2 separate regions of the Mus musculus genome follow, and region 2 is linked to region 1. The links are chromatin contacts, called in public HiChIP or PLAC-seq maps. All regions are on one chromosome and are shown on one strand. The core of a region is the stretch at or near the end of the contact, and the rest is flanking DNA. Distances in the headings are between cores, read along the strand shown. Region 1 holds the start of Als2 (alsin Rho guanine nucleotide exchange factor). Region 2 has its middle 6.1 kb from the start of Gm33774.

Evidence for each region. HiChIP or PLAC-seq counts read pairs in DNA pulled down with a chosen protein or histone mark.
Region 2: an H3K27ac HiChIP or PLAC-seq map of the NIH/3T3 cell line shows a contact between it and region 1, with 2.6 times the contacts expected there. The contact joins the enhancer-like site here to the promoter of Als2 in region 1. A contact is called at or near these places in 18 of 39 promoter capture datasets (the C10 cell line, the HPC-7 cell line, HPC-7-derived erythroid cells and 13 more), 1 of 15 datasets of contacts at CTCF or cohesin (large pre-B cells), 12 of 484 Hi-C or Micro-C datasets (CD4 T cells, the G1E-ER4 cell line, the N1E-115 cell line and 8 more), 12 of 115 datasets of contacts at active chromatin or transcription factors (the NIH/3T3 cell line, bone marrow-derived macrophages, differentiating embryonic stem cells and 5 more) and 1 of 9 other capture datasets (liver).

What each region holds. Positions count from the first base shown.
Region 1 is chr1:59,235,342-59,238,568 of GRCm38.p6, reverse strand. Als2 (alsin Rho guanine nucleotide exchange factor) reads left to right here and starts at 1,338. Exons shown (of 34, transcript NM_028717.6): 1 at 1,338-1,414. It overlaps Gm33667 (predicted gene, 33667), which reads right to left and starts at 1,214. Exons shown (of 2, transcript NR_168353.1): 1 at 816-1,214.
Region 2 is chr1:59,463,249-59,466,301 of GRCm38.p6, reverse strand. No RefSeq gene overlaps it. Among named protein-coding and RNA genes, the nearest start is that of Gm33774, 6.1 kb to the right of the region's middle. Within about 2 kb of position 1,266, at least 49 of the 459 cell types and tissues checked have an H3K27ac peak or open chromatin away from gene starts, as enhancers often do. A contact at or near this core is called in the NIH/3T3 cell line, bone marrow-derived macrophages, cerebral cortex and 1 more, where this site is marked.

The DNA.
Region 1 (3,227 bases), core at 89-2,588:
AAGATATTCTGAGGAGAGACACGTGTGCCCCTCCTTTTGACTAGTGGACTAACAGGATAATGGGCCCCAAAGAACTAGATTTCCTCAAGAGTCTCACTGGAGAAGGAAGAGATTGGGTTTCTGGGTGCAAACCATCAGGAGAGCTTGGTTCTTAGTTCTGACAACTTGTCAGTTTGCTTTGCAGGACCAACCAAGATGTGTTTACCATGGGCAAGATCACACCTTGAGCCTTCTACTTATGTCAAGGCTCCAAAGATAGACTTAGGGGGTTTACTGAACCAGCCCCTTAGTTCTTTTTCCTAGTGCAGTCTCATTGAATAAATTTCTTTCACTGTTGTCTTTTTTAGCTGTGTTATGGAGGACAGGTAGCTTGTTAGGGCGGCCAGAGTCCAGGCTTCATTAACTGCAGGACATCCCTGGTTTGTACCATTTGGTGGCGCCATTCTCAAGGCTGTACACTTTTCTGTTCTAGCACTGAAGTTGATAAGGCTCTGGTGAGAGACCCTGAGTTGGAGGAACCAGTTGGGAATTTGTACGCAGGGGCATTCGATTCGGGGAATATATCTATCTTTAATGAGTAAATAAATGTAACTCTGTAGGTTCCGCGATGCACACTCTGTAGCAGCAGATTTCTCTCTGGCTTGTGTTCTGAGAGCATCTGTTACACAAAACATTCAAGGGAGCACTTAGGGGTGCAGCGGGAGGATTGCGACCGTGACAAGTATGGATGGTAGTGAGACTAAGAAGCAAGCAAAAACAATTTTAACGCTGTATATTGAGGAGCCCTGAGGAAATAGTTTCTTCCTACTCTTTACCGTTTAAGGTGGACACGCGGCAAAGGCACACTCGGGAAGAGATGACGTCATGCAGCTTAAAGGTAGCTCGTATTTTCACTTTTGTTATTTCTCTTGAGACACGTTCTCAAGGCTGGCCTCGAATTCCTGATCCTGCTGCCTTCATCTCACAAATGTTGGGATTACAGACGTGTGCAGCCATGTTCTGATAGGTAAGATTTTCTCTTCATTTCTCGCAGTTTGAGGAGGTAACAAAACTTGCAGTAGTTTCCATCCTCAAGCGCGGCCTATCGTTACCATGGAAACGCTTATTGAGTTAGGTCCTTTCACTGAGTCTTCGGTTGCTTCTAAAGTGCGCCCGCCCTAGGACGATTGGTTCTGCCCTGACTGAATGGTTTGCCTGCAGTCACTGATGCGTTCGGAGCAATCTTGATCCCTGTCGGACGCCGTCACCGGCTCTTGCCTAGCTCCACCCATTCTGCGGGCCCGCCTCTCCAGCCCGCCGCCGGAGGCCCCGCCCCTACCTGGAGGCCCCGCCCCCATGAATCAGCTGATCTCGCGTACCCGCGGTGCAGTCGGGCTCGCGCCGGGAGAAGAGCGCGGAGCTGCGGGAGCGTCAGGTGAGCCCGCGCGGGTCCGGGCGGTCCTTGGGTTCGAAGGCGGGTCGGCGGAGGTGCGGGAGCGCGCTGGGCTGGCCTGCGGGGACGGCGCCTGCCTGTGAAGAGCTCCGGACGTGGTGGCTCGGCCCGGGTCCCACCCTCCGGGTCCCAGCGCCCCACTGCCGTGGTCGGAGCTGTGTGGCATTCCTTCGGGTCCCCTCTTCCCGCCTCCACCCACGCTGCTTACGCCCATCCGCTCAGAGGGTTTTTTGAATGCCCACAGTGGGCGCCCAGCTGGCTAGACAGTGAACCTTGCTGAGTGTCCTAGGTGGGTTTGCCCCAGGATGCATATCGTGGGGAAAAGTGAAGGGGGGCGGGGAGGGTCTGTGGTTTGAAACAGCGTTTGCTGAAAATGAAAAGGACTTTGGTATTAATCAGTGGTAGTTTGACCAAATCCCTAAATGTATCAAGTCATCAAAGGAATCATCGTGAAGACAGGAAAGAACACTGGAGCGATCTTGAGGAAATGGTCCTCACATTGATGTTGGTCCTCCAGGTAACAGGGCTATTTGCAGACAAGCAACTGTAGATTTGTAGAGGCAAGCTACTGTTTAGTACTTCTGTGGTTACCAAAGAGGGAAAACACACTGGTTGAATTGGGTGGTCAAGAGCAGCACTTTCTTATAGATTAACTGACTGCTGTACCCAAATTAAGGTTGTTACTCTGTTGTTCTTATATTTGTATCTGTTTTTTAAATGACTGTCAAGGATAAACTTGTGTGATGTAGGTTTATTTGGAGCAGGTACAAAAATGCAAAAAAACAGTAGGCCATACTTTTTTGTTTTTTATCATATACCTGTATGTATTAGTGTTCTCTAGAGTCACAAAACTTATGAAATGTATATATTAAGGGAATTTATCATAGTGATATACAGTTTACAGTCCAACTAGCCCAACAACGGGAATGGGAAGTCCAAGAATCTAATAGTTGCTCAGTCCCACGAGGGTAGTTATTTTAGCTGGTCTTCTGGATAAGCTGGAATCCTGAAGAAGTAGGTTCCAATAGATTCGATGGCAAAGGAGTGCAGGCAGGCAAAGGAGAGAGAGCCTTCCTTCTTCCAATGTCCTTATGTAGGCCTCTAGCAGAAGGTGTGACCCAGATTAAAGGTGTGTGCCATTACCCCTGGATTTGGAATTTGCTTTGTCCCAGGCTAGCCTTGAACTCGGAGATCTGCTTGCCTCATTCTCCTGGGATTAAAGGCGTGTTCTACTTTGCCTGGGCCTAAGCTTTTCATGACCACTATGCCTCAAGACTTGTGTTGTCCCATGTCAAGATGTGGGTCAAAAGCCTGTGTAGTCTAGCCTCAAGATCTGGATCACAGGTGAGCCATCCATTTCTGCATTGTAGTTTGTTCCAGATGTAGTCAAGTTGACAACCAGGAACAGCCATCACAATGTGTTAGGTAATGAAATCAGTGAAAGATTTCTTGTTTACTTTATATTTTTGGTTCTTTAGCCTATAGTAGTACTAGACAGGTAATTTGGGAAGAAAAATTAAATAATGTTTAAAAACTACATTCATCTATTTAGATAATGTTTGATTTGTAGTTTGGGCCAGTGTTGAACTCTCATCCTCCTGCTTTAGCTTCTGGGCTGCTGGGATTACAGGTGTCCCACCGTACATACCCCAACTTTGGGCAGTTGGACAGTCTTTAACTCACTGTGTAGCCCAGTCTGGCCTAGAACTTGTGGAGATCTTCTTGCCTTAGTATCCCAAGTACAAGTGGGCTTTGCCATACAAAGAGTGAATTGTAATATTTTAACCTTCTGTTT
Region 2 (3,053 bases), core at 17-2,516, 230 kb before region 1:
CCGTGTGAGCCAGGCCCTGTGCTTGTCCTTACAGATAGACGAGGGTGTTACACAAAATCAGCACAGCCTTATGGAAAGCCATTCAAACTTATTGGGTTTCTGGCTGGAAGCATAGCTCAGTTGGTATTTACCCAGTATGCACGCGGAACCTGGTTCAGTCCCAGCACCGCACACATCCCTGCAGTCCCGGTCCTTGAGGTAGCGGGTATAAAGTTCAGTGCCTTCCTTGATTATATGGTGACTTCAAGGCCAACATGAGCTACCTGAGACCTTATCTCAAAACCAAAAGTAGCATGCTGGATATCTATGAGGCGCAGGTCTGTGCCCACCCCCTTTTAAGGTTTTTAAGAAAGCCATGAAGGGGGAGCGTTCTCTATTCTGCAGGAACAGGATGTTTTTGGCTGGACATTGGGACTGCCTATGTCAGCTGTCTTGTAAATATGAGGGTGCAACCACAGAGGCTCCTCTGTGGATCCCCAGAGTGCTCCCTCGCTCACCCCTGTGGACAAACCCTCCTTTGTCTAAACCCGGTGTCCCTCTTCTAGCGCTGCCGAGGGTAAGTCTAGAAATGTGAGCATCTCTCTGAATTTGAGGCCAAATCCTTGAGCAAACGGGCCTTCCTCAGCCACCATCTATCTCTCAGCGGCTTCCAGTGACGAACAGAATGTGATGCCAGGCCCATCCAGATCAGGATTCTAGTGGCCACAATGGCTTCCCTTTCTTCCCCAGCCCTTCTTTATTGCTCCACACTCTCCACTCGCTTCCAGCAGGGAAGAGTTTAGAAGCCTGTGCTCAGGCCGAGTGTGCAGCTTCCCACAAGCTCCCGCGAGGGCTCCAGGGACAGCAGGCATTTCCCTTTAATAAGCTTCTCACACTACATTAAAGATAAAAGGGGAAGGGAAATATTTATATTCTGACAAAGCAGGCTCTTCCCTTCGGGCTCTTGTTTTATTTATTAACTTCTCTGTCCCTCTCTGTCTCTGTGTCAGGGGCTGGGCACCGGTGGCCCTTCTCTCCTTTAGTCATTACATTCTCCTTTGAGTGACAGTGACAGAGGCTTTAGAGTCACACTGTCAAAGAGATAGGACTGTAGATGGGTGCCATTCCCAGATGACACGAAATAGATGTTCCTCCCCCTCCTGGGAGCTGCTCTCCGTTTCTGCCTTTACTGCCAGTGCTTGGATGAGGAGTGGCTCACACTGGGGACGTGTGTCATTTCAAATGAAGCTGTGTCTGTTGGGTAAATTGTTCGGCCGTACAGTCACCTGGGTTCCTGACTGTGTATGGCTGGGCCCTCTTGACCTCTTCTCTCCTGCGTGCTCTCTCCCCATCGGGATGAAGGCGTTTCCTTTCTTCCTGCTAATTTACACAGTCAGTAAAAATCTTGAGTCATTCTTTCGCAATGACGAGCATTAAAATCTCAGCCTATCGATGGCTCCAAAGCCTGGGTGGGCTGTGGATGAGTTACTCTGCTGAACTTCCTCTCTCACCTCCTCCAGGGAGCCTGCCTAGATTTGTGAGAGGAGAGGAACACCAATCACTTAGCTCTGCTCTGTGAGCTTGGGTAACATGCAGGAGCTTAATGACCTTTTAAACAGAGTTTTAAAATCACTTATTTATTCCCCCCCCCCCTCTCTCTCTCTCTCTCTCTCTCTCTCTCTCTCTCTTTCTCTCTCTCTGTGTGTGTGTGTGTGTGTGTGTGTGTGTGTTTGTTTGTGTGAACATAGCACAGTGGACGTTGGAGATCAGAGGACAACTCAACTTGTGTTAGTCTTCTCTTACTCTGGCTTCTGGGGATGGAACTCTGGCTGTCAGAGACAACTGCCTTCACCCACTGAGCCCTTTCACCATTTGACCTTAAAAAAAAAAAAGTCGCACATGATCATCAATTAAAATTTCAAACACAATGAAAACCACCCGAGGCCTAGCTATCCTACGGAGAACACGTACAGCAGTGACTAAACACACAGACTCTACAGCCCGGGCTCCTGGTTTTGATTCATAACCCAACCCTTGGCTGGCATGTAAACTGCAGGAGGCATCACCACGCTCCAGGTTCCTCCCTTGTAAAATGGATCCCCGAGTGTGCCCACTCTTTCCGAAGCAAACGATTCATGTGAAGGGCTTGGAGACAATGCTTGACTCATACTGAGACCATAATAAGAGTGAGCTATTGTTGTTACCATCTGAAAATAGCCAGTGGCTAACAGCTGACATGTATTCTAGACACATACATATTCTGTGTGTATGTACACATAGAATCACTTTTCAGCAACACGGTGACACTGCAAATGCTTTAAGACATCATTTTAAAGGGAAGGTGGACACCATAGCTCAGTGGCTAAAGGTACTTGTTGCACAAGCCTGCAGACCTGGATTCAGTCACGAAAAAATAGGAACAGAGAACTGACTTGTCCTGACTTTTGAGGCATTCATGTGCTCCCCTGCCCCTCTACCCCACATATAATAATAAACAAAGAAAGTTTAAAAGTATTGGGTTTACCCGAGCGTTAGCAGAAGAAAGGAGAGACGCTGAAATAAATGGACCTATTAGTCTCCTGATGTGAAGATGCACTAACTCTTTAACTATTCCAGTGGCCCAGGGTAATGCCGGCTCAGTGGCCAGGAGCACATACTGCATTTGCAGGGAACTAATTTTGGTTCCTAGGACCCATGTCAGCTGCCTGTCACGACAGCTCCAGGAGCGTCGGACATCTCTCTGTCCTCGGAACTCCCCCGACCTCCATGCATATACTCACTCCTACCACATCCTATACACAATTAAAATAACAATAAAAGTCCTTAAAATACCATTCCAGTCTAGAAAACTACACGGATGAAAACTAAGGGAAAGGACTCGCATCATGATGCCCGCCTGTAACCCGTGCTCTCAGGAGGCAGAGGCAGGAAGACTCAGGCAACATCATGGCAGCTTGATGTACCTAGCTGCCAGAGCAGCTAGGACTCAATAAAAGAAAAAGAAAAAGAAAAAGAAAAAGAAAAAGAAAAAGAAAAAGAAAAAGAAAAAGAAAAAGAAAGAAAAAAACAACAAA